Linked DNA regions of Anas platyrhynchos: region 1 is linked to region 2. A link is a contact called in public Hi-C data. All regions are on one chromosome and are shown on one strand. Each heading gives the region's core, a stretch centred on a gene start, on an enhancer-like site or on the middle of the called end of the contact. The rest is flanking DNA. Distances are from core to core; before and after follow the strand shown. Region 1 overlaps PRKCE (protein kinase C epsilon). Region 2 overlaps PRKCE (protein kinase C epsilon).

What was found. Hi-C and Micro-C count contacts between places; a contact is called where the count stands out from the background.
Region 1: a Hi-C map of F1 follicle shows a contact between it and region 2, with 4 times the contacts expected there. The contact joins two enhancer-like sites. A contact is called at or near these places in 4 of 8 Hi-C or Micro-C datasets (F1 follicle, liver and skeletal muscle).

The regions. Positions count from the first base shown.
Region 1 is chr3:39,710,535-39,717,037 of IASCAAS_PekinDuck_T2T, reverse strand. The region is part of intron 1 of PRKCE (protein kinase C epsilon); the gene reads left to right. Among named protein-coding and RNA genes, the nearest start is that of PRKCE, 5.4 kb to the left of the region's middle. Within about 2 kb of position 4,662, at least 1 of the 8 cell types and tissues checked has an H3K27ac peak or open chromatin away from gene starts, as enhancers often do.
Region 2 is chr3:39,652,521-39,659,524 of IASCAAS_PekinDuck_T2T, reverse strand. The region is part of intron 1 of PRKCE (protein kinase C epsilon); the gene reads left to right. Among named protein-coding and RNA genes, the nearest start is that of PRKCE, 63 kb to the left of the region's middle. Within about 2 kb of position 1,699, at least 1 of the 8 cell types and tissues checked has an H3K27ac peak or open chromatin away from gene starts, as enhancers often do.

The sequences.
Region 1 (6,503 bases), core at 3,413-5,912, 55 kb before region 2:
CTCATCTTTTCGTGTTTATTTATTATGGTCAAAGATACTAGGCAGGGGAACGTTTTGTTGGCAAACAAAGAACCCAGGACCAAAGTGAAAACAGCAAGAGTTAACAGCTCAGAGTTTCATGTATCCTTTGGAGCTTCTTTACTTAAAGCAGTGCTAGAAAGAGATATCAGAACAATGGAAAGGCGTGAAAGAATTGTGCTCTATTTATGCTGATTAAGAGCTGAATAACTTTACTGTTACAACTTTAATGTTTACAACTTTAAAATATTGCCCACTTCTTCTATGTATGTTACATTGTAACAATTAAGATCTAGATTATTCTGACGCTCAATACAAGCTACATGTTAGTAAACTTGGATTGTAAAACTGGGCAATAAGCAACGAAAAAAACGCCAAATCAGGAAAAGACAAATGCAGCAGTATTGCAGATGTCTTTTACCTGGATTGAATGATAATCAAGTAGTGGTCCTTCTGTAAACAGTGGGTGCTTCGTCTTTGAGGCCAATGGGATGAGGATGTCATCACAGATTTTTAGTGAAGGAATAATTACGTATGTGCTTTCTGTGTATGGTACACGTTCAGAGTTTGTTGCCACATCTGGAAGGACCTTGCAGGTTACAGATGACAAGTTTGATTTTTGGTGGGCTGGTGTGTGAGGGTACATCCTGACTGTGATTTTTAAGGTGAACTCAAACGTCCAAACATGTTCCCTAGATAAATAGTGGAATTTAACAGATTGAGGCCCTCTGTAAACACCGTCTGGGAGAGGAACTACATAGCTGAATCAGATAAATGCTGTATTTTATTGCACCAGGATTCATTGCTGTCCAGCATTTACTGGGTGGGAGGAGACAAGGGAGTGACTACAGTTGTTGTCTGTTGATGTGACAGAGTTGAGTAGATGGCTCTGGGTCCTAATTGGTTAGCTCATTGTAATACGGTTTCTGAAACATCATTTGCTTCTTGCTTGTGTGTGTGCTGTAAGTCTCCATAGTGTGGACTGTGTTTGTGCAGTGCATATAATGCACAGAGAACACCACCCGATCACAGTTGGAGTTGGGGGGCAGGCATGTATGGGATTGTTCTTTACATTTTCCCAAATCTTCCAATTTACTGAATACATCATTGTTGTTGTAATACTGACTGTGTTTATTGTATTGCTAATAGGTAGGGACCCTCAGAGAACTGGCGTTTACAAAATCACATTGTTTTTTTCATCTGATTTCACTGAGTTAAATCAAGGCCTGTGGCCAAAGCATCTCTGTGGAGTGTATAGTGAAGCACATAGATTTATTGGTATCTTCATCAGTGTCTAGAGTCTGTATGAGAACTTGCAAAAAAAAAGAAGTCTTCTCTGAAATGAAGTAGTCGAATGGCTTTCACAGGATGAGGAAAATGCACATGGCCTAAACCAACGTAAGACTAAGACTGGGCACATCACAGTCAGTTTGTTCTGTTTAATAAGAGGGCTAATTCCTTCATTTCACTCTTGGCATTTAAGCTAGATATTTTTCTAGTACTCTTCCTCAACTTTATAGCAAGCAAATTAAAAGCAGCTATCACAGGAGCTCATTCCTCCTTGCCTAAAATATTAATTGCAACCTAAGAAACACTTCTGGAGACTAAAAAGCATTTTTATGCCATTCTGAGGGCGTCCCTTCAAGGAGTCCCAAAAGCTGGAATAGGGAACCATGTACTTGTTGGGTATATTCAATGTAGTTGCATTGCTGCCCCTTTTTACCTTCAGAATGATGCAACAGTTCTTTCAGGATTGGACTGTCACTATTTAAATAGCTTTGAGAAAAAACTCGTATGCTGAGAACAGCTCTTGTCAATATATTAATAGCTTTAATGCATTCAGTATCGTATAATACTGCATGCATTTTTGGAAGGAAAATTCAGTATTTGTTTTATAATATCTGCACCAGGCCCAAGGTTATGTGACTTATCCCGTAACATATTTCTAGGTTCTTGTCAGAAGTCCAAAATGAAAAAAGGGCTTGTAGAGAAATAATGTTTTGGTTCTTTTTTTTCCCCCTAAAATTAAACTATTCCTCTCTTTAGCCAGCTTACCTACTTTGATTATTCTTTACCATTGTGCACATCCCTGTATGTTTTCTAAGAGATGAGTTTTTTAGGAAAATACTGGGTATTTTTCTCACTGTTAAGCCTGTGCTATATACTGATGCCATGGTTACAGTGGAAACACTAATGATAAACAAGTACAAAGCTTGAAATCATGATAGCGTCTATTGTGTTAGGACGAGTAAGATAAATGTGCAAAATTCTGGTTTCTTTTGTCTGCAGAGTATTCAGCAGTTGCAAAAATGATTTTTAACCTTACGGTATGTGTACTCCCTGAACATATATATGCAGAAAGATGGAAGTTCTGGCCTAACACAGTTGTTCATATTTTACCAGATGGAAGCTTTTAAACAAAATACAGGGATTTTTTAATTTTTTTTTTTAAAGGAAGATCAATAATAATAATAAAAAAATGTTTTGGTTTCTAAAAAAGGTATAGTGACAATTAAAAAGATGGCTGCTTTTCCAGTGGTGCATCAATACAGACATATCACAGTCAAAGTGTCAGTTTTGCAGATCTTTTAGTAATGGCTACACTGCAGTTTTAAAGAGAGCTTTGGATTACAGATGCTTTTGTAAACCAATGAAACATTATACAGAATGGCACAAGGCATTTTCAAGAGGATGTTGGTGAGCTTACATTTTGGTAAATGTGAAATGCAGAACGATAAGCAACCTGAAAGTTCTCACTGAAAAAGAAGCCTAGCTTAACTTGCAAGCTTTAGCTATATCTTTTGGGTTTGGTGATTCACGTAATAACGAAGCATGTCTTTATCTGGTTTTCTTACATTTGGCGTATGTAAATGTTGCAGCTGAGTTGGTGATAGAGCTACGCTTTTATCAGTAGAATTTAAATCGGGAAGGAAAATTCCTTTAACATTTAGCCTTGTGGTTATACTTTTGTGAATTAGAACGATCGATGTTTATGTGTTTGGATGATTGGTAATATGGGTTCTGAGTTCATGTCCACTTTTCAGAGTTGACGATAGATGAAATCAGTGTAACTGGACCAATGCCAAGGACTCCATCTAAGGGTCTTAGCCATTAGCCTGACTGTGCACGAGAAAACCTATTGAGTCGTCCTAAGAAATCCTTCTGTAGGCTGAGTAGCAGAACTTACTGAATCAGTCGGAACATCACAACATTTATCAAGAAAAGCCTTTATTTCCACTGAAAATATTTTACAGCTATATTTAGGTTAATGAAACAAGTTTAGTTTTCTGCTGTCTTAAAGAAATCCCTAATGCTGTCAGGAAAGAATTAAAACACAGATTTCAGTGATATTTTCTTTGCCAGTCTTAAATGTCTGCCATTCTAGTTTTGTTTTCGTTCAGTGCTGATTCTTAAGATCTTTTCAAACGTACTTTAAAAAACATTCTTTCATATTTCCATTTTATTAATGTGAAGTTAGTCATACAGCTGTGCCACTTGCATACAGCAAGCTTATTATGAATTAATTTTACATCTCAATAACAATTTGATGACGAGTTAGGGGAAATGAAACGGGGAAAATGCACAGCTTTACATACTCATTGAGCTGTTGAGGTACGTGTTTTTGCATCATGCTTACAGCATACCATTGATGAAATTTTCCTGTTGGAGATACCGTGTCCCGGGTCTCCAAGCTGCAGCCCTTAAGGTTAGGCACCCAGGATAATGCAGCACTGAATGTGGTGGTGCTGACCTCTCGTCAGAGGTGTTTGTCGAAAGGAGCAGATGCAAGGCAGAATATAGACGACAGCTCCTGCCTTTGAAATGGCTGGCAATAACAGTAACAAGCATGCCATGCATTAGAAAATCCAAAAGCACCTTAGGAAAATGTCAGTATTTTTTCTTCTGTTTCAGGAATTGAGAAGGAGGGCAGTAGCAGGGGAAGGATTAAAACACGCTTGAGTGCTCAGTCCTGTGAGCTGTCCATTTACTCGGGAAATAAACCATCTCCTTCCAGCTCCTCCTGTCTGAATTAACTGGGAAGACTGGTTAAGGGCTTATAAGAGTGTGTTTGGGGGGGTTGTTTGTTTGCTTAATAGCCTTCTGCCTTTTCTTTTGCTGAAGCGGCACCCATTTTCGTCAGTACTTGATCTGCTATAGCTGGGGGGCAGAGAGCAGAGTGGTGATATTTTGTCTCAGGTCAGCCAGCATGTGAACCTCTGCTTGCTCCTTACACTGTTGAAGGTTGTTGTTGGGCTAACAGAGTGTGACTGTTGCGTATTTTCATTTTTATTTTCATCTACCAGCTGAAGTCATCTGTGCTGATGGTGTTGAAAGGCCTAGGATGCAGCTTGTGAAAGCTTTACATCTCATCTAAACTGCAGTTTGTGAGCTGCTGAAAAGCGTTGTTATCAGAAGAGTATTTGTTGAAATGGAAGGGAAATTGCTGTCCCATTTGATGGATTTCTGTGTTACAAGGCTGTCACTGGGCAAGGTATATGTTAGGCCTGGGGGGTGAGCATGGGAGTTAGCAGGGAGCGGCAGGGCTTTGCAGGGACTCGTGTAATTGTGAGGGTGGGTGGTTGAGAAGAGGAGATGGGAGATTTTGGAAAGCACTTTGCACAGGGAGGGGCTTCCTCGCCTTCTCCCCCGGCCTGTCTCCCTCCTGTGCCTCCTCTTTTCCCTCTCTGCTGGGGATATGGTACAGTCGCCACGCAGCTCACCCACTCCCTCGTATCAATCCCTTTCTGCAGCTGCACAAGGCTACTCCTACTCCCTGCTAGAAATGTTCTCTCCTAGCAGCAGCTCCTGCTCACCTGCAGTACTTCCCAGCCTGCTGAGGAGCCATAGAGAGGGAAAAAGCTGCCTCCGCAGCTACTGCTGCAGGGAGAGGGAAAGGGCAACGTGGGGAAATGGAGAGATGAAGCAAAGAGAAAAACCTGGAGGAAGATTATGAATAGTTGCTGCTGCCCCACATCCTCCAGCTGCCCTTTTGGCAGCAGCAGAAAGCTGAACATGTAGAAGAGACTGGGATGAGCTGGCATAGGCAAATTGACTGGTTAGTTGATGGCCTTCTGTTGCTCACTGACCTGTATTTTTTCCTTTTTTTTTTTTAACTTGCTTTGCTCAGTGCGTAGCTTTCAGTCTCACTTAGGTCCTGAAAAAATTGCTCAGGGCATGGAAAGTGTGTAGTCAAACATGGCTTTCGCTTAGCGCTGAATTACTTGTAGGTCAGGATTTGACCCTACAACTGGACAGAACCTCCTCTTACTGCTGCTAATACCAGTGCTGGTACTGAGTTCCTGGTGGTGAGAGCACTTCTGCTAAGCTCTCTAGAAAGTGCCTGCAGAATGAAGCTGCCAGTAATGGAGTCCAATTCATAGGTATCAGTTCTAAGCTGGGCTTTTAGAAATGTCCAGATCTGATGACAACAATTCCTACGTCTTCTTTTTGAGCCAGTTCTCAGACAGTAGATATCACTACTGCAGCTCAGGCAGCTCCATAGACATTGTGCAGAACTTCATGGTTGTGAGCAAACCACTGAGCTCACTGGGTTCATTGGGTTCACTGCATTTCATGCAGGCGTGTGTTTAAATTCTTTCCTGAACTTGGGCCTGTGTTCCAAGGGAAAACCGAGAATAAATACCATTTAACAACATCCTTTACTTTCATTTTACCCTTACTGATTTATTATTCTTCTGCAAATCTTGCATATGCAAGCCTGGTTTCTGCTTTCCTCAGCCATCAAAACTAAATCTCTGCCTTCCCCATCCAGAGTTCTTTAAATACTGCTGAAATGAGGATTTAAGTTGGAATTGTAGGACTTGGCCTCTAAGTACAGTTAGTTTCCACTCCCTAATTAAACTTCCATCTAAACAAACTGGTTTGGGGTTTTCAGATTTTGAAGGGGTGTGTGTGTGAATTCATTTTATAAAATGTTGGAGGTGAGATCCTTTCTGCTTGGAACTGGATGCTTGAATACATTTCTGCTTTATCCAGTACTAGCTTAATCCCCTTTCTCTTACTCTAGTTACTAGACTGTAAGATAGAGAAATACATCTATTCTGTCCAGCTCATGGTAAGAGAGGTTTTGGAAATGACAGGGTATGCCGGTAATGGGAAGTCTGTGGTCAGAGAGGACTGAGAAGAGACTTTCCCTGCGTCGCGTCCACATGGAAAGGTAGGGCTGGAACTGTCTGGATATGGAATAAGATCAGAAGTCCAAAGACAGCTTGGAAAACAGCCAGTTTGGAGGGGGAAACAAACCAACCCTTTTGTCTCTTGCAAGAAGTTAGACTGAGTAAGATCTGAAGAGCGGGGTTATCTTACTCGCCCTTTTGAGTCATGCAAATTGAAGCAGTTACAGGGGATTCTACCAGCTGAGGGCAAAGCGGTCATTGCAGAAGGCTGACAAGAAGTTTCAACCTTGTGTTTTGTAAGCAACTGCTTTCCTGTTTGGCAGGCAGTCACTAGAAGATTTTAGATGC
Region 2 (7,004 bases), core at 450-2,949:
GCAGTAAGTTACTGGATCATTGTTGTCACTAACTTCAATTTTCATTATCACCTGGACAAAAAAAGAATACTTTCAAGAGTATCAAAACGAAAACACTGATTAAAATACCTTATTCAGCAGTTTCTCATGTGATATCCCTGAAACTGCTGTGACTACTATGGAAGCAGCCAGTGTATCTATCTCAAATTGATAGGCTCCAAACGTGAAGTATCCGGTTCCTGGAAGAGATGTTGTTAGTATTCCTGTGGGCAGCACTTCCCTGTGTTATTTCAAGAACCAGTTTTTCAGCAGTGGCTTAAGAGGGATGGTAGCTTGAAATTCTTTTTTGTGATTGGATCATAGATGGGATTCAGTTATACTAGCGATACCTGTGCCATCTTTTGTAGGAAAAAAAATCTTACTCATGGCATCCAGGCCTTATTTTATGTGATAGAGATGTAAAATTTGTGTTGTTTTTAGAGCATGAATCTTCTCATTGAGATGGTGCATCTCTTTTTCCTGCGAACATCCAGGCAGTCCATACTCTTGTAGATTAGAAAGATTGCCATGCCTAAGAAGGAAGTCACCAAGTAACAAATTTTTCAGTTGTATGTGATGTGATTCACTTCCTGCTTTAGACCTTAGTTCTGTGTTCTTAGGCAGCTGAAGCTTCATACCCAAGGTCTGTTTTTGTACAGCATTCAAACCAATTCCTGTACATACAGTCCGAGGACTGTAAAAGAGATTGTACCATATCTGGTTGCAGTTGCCTACAGAATGAATGTCACTACATCAGTACAGGGCTGCTCGTTACCTTTATTTGACACCCTGCTTCATACAGTCTTTATTTTTGCGTTTACTATGGGGAGAGAATGGGAAGTGAGGGACAAGTGAGAATGGGTAGTGGGGGAATCTGTTGGAGAGAAATGCATTTGTAAAAGAGCAAATACTGTTTATGGTAACAGCTTTAGGTCCTGAAGGTTAATGGACTGCCTTCCTCGGAGTTGTGCAATCACTCTGTGGTATGAATACATGCTATGTAGTGCTAAAAGCAAGGATCTGCTTTATTATCGTGCGACACTTCTATTATCAGCAGCTAGATAAATTAGATCTAATTGTGTGACTTCTAGGATTCTGTGTGCTGTGAGTTAAATTTGCTGTAACAGCCAGTGTAGTTCATTGTAAGTTCACTATGTTACTGAATATTTATGAATGAATATTTTTGCGTTTTACAATGACATTTAGCAATACGTTACAGCTAGAGCCAAATAAAATAAAACCTTCTTACAGAAACAGCAGACTTTGGGGAAAATATCTCATCAGTTTTTTGCTTATCCTTGACAGATAGTTTGGGGACCTGATCGGGAATTTTATAGATGACTTGTTTGTGAATCTGGCATAAAATCCTAGCCTTGCTGAAGTTAGCAAGTGCTTTACTACTGAGTCCAGCAGTGGTAAGACTTGAGTACTTGCTTCTACTGTTCTGTCCACTCCTTCGTGCCTGAAGCGTGGTGAGGTGCAGGGATGCAGACAGGGAGTGGATGTCTTCACCTCTCAGCTCAAGGAGTGACTGCAAGAAAGGATTTACAGAGCTGGGCCATCTGTAGAGAATAACTTATTTCCTTACCCTCCTCTCTCCCCTCTGCTTCCTTAACTCTCCCTCCCACCTCCCACGCACGCTGTCTCTCACTCTCTATCTCTGGGATTTTCTGTAGACAGCAGGGAAGGAAAACCTGGGAGGGAAGGTTGCTGGTTATTAGCTCAGGCAAGTTCTGCCTTAAATGTTTACTTTTGCTGAAGGAAGGAAGGAAGACTGTTTGGATTTGCTTGATCTTTTAAGGGTCTGGACAATATTTGCATTTTCTTCTCCATATCAATACAATAAAGCCCAGTACAGAGGTGTTTTAAACTTGACCCTGAAGTGCAGTGGTTCCATCCCTGCTCTGACCAGTCTGTCTTAGCTCTGTACGATAACATTGTTTTCTTTGTGACCAAGTTGATCCAAGTGACTTACTCGCCTGTAATTCCTTCTGATGTGCTTGGAAGCTCTTGTTTTGGGCTTGAAGTACTTCTGATAATTCTTTTCTGATGAATTCTCTGAAGTCCAGCTTACTGACACTCTGACCTCACAGGTTCTGTCTGCCCCTTTTTGTTGGTGCAATAAATTGTTTTAATTTGCTGCAAAATGTTTTTGCTGAGATTTTGATATTTATAATGGCTGTTTTCAGGCTAAGGTACAAATGAATAGCATATGGCTATTGTGAGAATAAAATATTAATTTTGGCAAATTCAGTCCATTCACAGTGGGTGTTCTTAGCCTTTAAAACAAAATTATCACATATTTGGCACAACTATCAAGTGCCTGGGTTTTGACTCTAAGCCTTAATCACCAAACGAAGAGAGCAATGTATTATTAACGTATTATGAAGACACAGTAGCTATGACTGTGTGAGCTGACAGTGGGTGTTCTACATGGTTGCCACATGTTGGAAAAGACAACAGGTTGCAAGGTTAGGGCAGTATGTAACAACTAATATACCAAATTGGAGTGGTCTGAGTGATGTGTTTGGATCAAGTGTGCCAAAACAATTAATTTGGATGCAAAACCTAAACATTCTGCAAGTATCTGGCCGTGTCTAGTGTTTGATATCATCCAGAATATTCAAAAGTCTCTTGGTCTGTTGTTATCGTTGCATCTCAGGGAAGAAGAAAATAGATTTATCCATTGAAAAACAGCAGAAGAGTATTGATTGCTTAATTAGAGACCCACTGATTATAAATGCCTGCATAGCACAGCATCTGATGGGCAGTGCTGTATGACAGCAGCGTAGGCAGTGTCACTTACGGCTTCATTGTGCTAAGTGCTGACAGCTCCTGCAGAATCCTCTCCTTGGGAAATGAGGAAAGTCAGTATTACATGGGAGTGCATTTGAGCTTTTTTTATCTGCATGGATACTTCCAAGTCACCTTCATTAATTTCTGAACACCTCACCCCTTGTCTGACTGCAGTCCGGAATGACATTCACATTTCAGGTTACATATTGTGGCCCAGTGGTGTTACTGATGATGATTCTCAACTTCAAGAGCATTAACAAAGCATGGTCTCATAAAGCATGTCATTGCTTCTGCGCTTCACTGGAGGATGATCTCCTGTAGCACCACTGGCTGATGGAAAACACAGGGCTGGACACAAGGCCATTTTCCTTCCAGTTGTGGCATATTAGTGTGGTCTTTAAATCACATCTGTTTAAAGATATTACATGTCCAATGATAGGATTGATTTTATTTCTGTTGAAAGAGGTATCAAAATGGGGACTGATACAGATGGCACCAGCGCTGTTGTTAGGGAGCTGCCTAGTGCTGTCAGCTATGGATTCATGAGCTGTCTTTGGCATTAGTATTTAAAAACTCTGGAGCCATTCTTATAGGATTTGGGGATCTTTTAACGGTGCCAGGGTGTTTGGGATGGAGCAGTAAATGCTCCATCCAAGTAAATCTTCATAAGATATGAACATTTTTCATTCACCTTAAACCCAGTTTCAGGAAAAGTTTAATATTTTCTAATAATACTTGGGAACATGCTGATACATGTACAGTATTTTTAAATTCAAATTTTAAGACAGTAAAATACCTCTGTGTGTGTGTGTGTGCATTTGAGCTTGTGTGGACAGACATTGGGTTGGAGGCAGAATGCCCAAAGAGAGGACAAATTTCAGTTACCCTGCAAGTAATTCCTGCTCCCTGTCTGTATGGCTGTGTGGAGGCAGTAGAACAGTATTACTGGCTCCACAAGAAGAGTATTTTGTGTGTGTGTGTGTATCTCATATGCCAAGCAAGGGGAAACCAGAGAAGGGGAAAGGGAAAAGCTCATTATAAAACAAGATTTTGATTATAGGTTAGTTTTTTCTAGAAGCCAGCATACCACTACTAGCACATATGTTAAGCTGTAACTCTAAGGTATTTTGATGATATGCAAAATGCCTTCCAAAACCTTTAAGTAAGCATTTATGAGATCAAACCAGATAACTGTTACTAAACAGCATTTTTCATTTTTCTCCAGCACTGTTAAAAGGATTTGTTAGGTTTTCACTTATTTCAAGGCCTTGTTCAAGAATGGAAATGTAGTACCTAGGAACTGTACATTTAATACTAGGTATTGGAGGAATAGTTTTGTATCATGCTTCATACAAATGAGTCAAAATGGCTTAATGAGATTACCTGCAAAGTAGAATAATAAACTGTGAACAGAACTGAAATGTGTATTTGCTTCTTGTTCTAAAATAGCTTGATTTCAGGAGTCAGGGTTGATCTGCTATTGCAAGCCAGTGTTTATATTTGAAACAAGAGTGTAAGCCTTCATTAAACTGTAGGACATGTCAGCATCACAGCAGAGCAGAAGTAGATCTCTTGAGGAAGATGCTGTAGAACTGGGATTAGTATTGTCATATGTCCCCTTGCATGGAATTGATCTTCCAGATGTAGTGCCTATTGTTCCTTGGCTTCCAGATTGTAAGTAATGGTCATTGATGAACTCAGGTTCCCACAGGAATTCAAGTCAATGTAACCTTGAACTTGATTCTGCCAACTCCTGGGTCAGCAATCCCAGCACCCTCTGTCCGGTGGCTCAGTCTGTTCAGAGCGCTGAGCATTTCTGTCATTCTTTGCACATTTCTGTCTGCCTTCGGTATGTGGCTGTACCCTACTCCTTCTGAAAATTTCAGAGGCCAAGGTTAAGCATATGCATTAACAGGATGACTGGCATCTGGCTATTTCTTTTTAACTGTTCACAATGGAAAATTCATTTTCATTTTTAAGCTGTAGATTTTTTTTCCTTTAAAGAGACTGTACTTTTTTTTTTCTTTGAGTGATGATTTCAAAGGGTTTCTATGCTAGCTCTTTTCTTATTTGAACGTTTTTGCTAAGGCTTCTATACAAATTTCCCAAAATGTTGCCTGGGAATTGAGTTGAAGAATTTAGAAACACGTCTTCATGAGTTTTGGTTCACATGCATATAGACATTTGATCTTTTTGAAAAACTGAAAGGTTTTCCCTTTCAGGGAAATTTATTTATTTATTTTTAAATAATTCAGTTATTGATTTTTAAATAATCAGGATGCTCTTTCCAGGCCTATTGTCATAGTGACCCATCCTCTGACCATGAGAGCTGGAACTGGAGCCCTCTTTAATTCGGAGCTTCTTTAATACTGCTCTAAGCTCCTGCTTAATGTCACAGGAGGTTGTTTGAGTAAATTGAGATGCTCTCTCCCACAGGATTTAAATGTGCTGTTTCCATTGCCACATCCTGCTGATACAGTGGTAAAGGATTAAATTGAAGATCTAATTTGAGATGGGCCTAATTATAAGCCTAGCAGCCTTAAAAGCATATATTGCATTTATTATTCATTTAGTGTATTTTTTAGGTTCTGTAGTCTCTATTTCTAGCTTAATGTGTAAGTTGGCTAAGTTATATGTATTATCAACTCTTTGGTGTTTTTTGTTTTTGTTGTTCGTTTGTGCTTGTTGTTGTTTTTTTTCCACTCCTGTGAACAATAAAACTTGGGTTAGATTTTTTTTTTTTTTTAAATTTAATTTTACAGAAAATGCAACTTTCAGCAAACATGAAAAATACTGCAGTTTCCACTCGGTATGTTTTCTACACTTGGAAAAAACACAATATTGCCATCTAGTGGGAGTGAAGATGTTGACCTGTCATGCTCCTCCCTCTAGATTACTGTTATCAAACTGTTCTCTCGGAGTCATGACACGTTTCCATTTAATCAACAGTGGTTCTTCTCTTTCCCCAAACTCTGGGGACAATCTCAACGTTTTATTGCTGACGTTACGCTTCCATATGTTACTGAATAATCAGAAATGTTTTGCAGGTAAAAGAGGCAAATGCAGCTCTTTATATTTTCTAAAGTAAACCACTGAAGGACAAGGTCGTGATTCTATGCTACAGTTTGTTTAAGTCATGTTACTGCCGGTGTCTCTGGAACATATAGATGAACTAAAGCATTTGAACTTGCTGATTTTCTGATACCTGTAAGTTTTGTTAGGAAAATGTCTTTTTCTCTGTCAAGCCTTTGTGCAAGAATATTTTGGAAGTGGATTGCTATGGAAAAGAGCAGGAGGCAGGATTTGGCTGAAGCTTAGTGATAAAGTGATTTCCAGACCATTTTTTCTCTCTTTTCTTCCTTTATATGAGATCAGGGGAGATAGGTAAAACAAACAAACAAACAAACAAACCTTAATTGCTCTTTTCTTTTTTTATTGTACCCTATGACACTTTATTTATTTATTTATTTATTGCCTTGTTACACTTTTTCTTCTAAAACTGCAGCTGGCTAGAATCAGTTCAGTAGCATTTCTTTTTCTTGGATTTAATCATAACATTTAATTAATCTCCCCTCTTTAGTCATCAGTCTACAGCTTAGCAATGCAAGGTCCTAAGAGCCTAAGCATTACTTCTAAATACATTAGTAATTAATGTTAGTTAATTCTTATTGCATTTTTGAATCAAAGTGTTAAAAGATAAATCACTAACGCACATTTCTTGACTAATCTCTACCTCACTCTCCATTTAAAACACAGAACAATATCAGAGTGATAGTTATGACAGTGTTACTGTTCTTTCTTTTCTTTTTCTTTTTCAGTTCACCAGCAATGAACTGAATTAGATCTAGAGTGCTTTACATATCTCTTGGCAAGCAAATTGCTACCTGTCTTCCTGAATACCTATATGATCCATAAAAGAGACAAATTTATGTGCTCTCCGCTCATTCCAGACTCCATTGATTCTTACTCATCCTTCTGTGCTTGAGGATGTTTATCTGTTTTTCATCAATTGCGAGTGGTACTGCTAAGCTTTTTTTTTGTGCTCTGTGTTGCATCACCCTTGATGCTGTGTCTCATAGATGTGTGATGTATGCATGGCATACTTTGGGAGGGTCAGAGTTGTGACTGGAGAAAGTTTTTAAGTTCAAAGTATTCATTTGGCTTCAGATGACTATCTGGGATCGGACTTC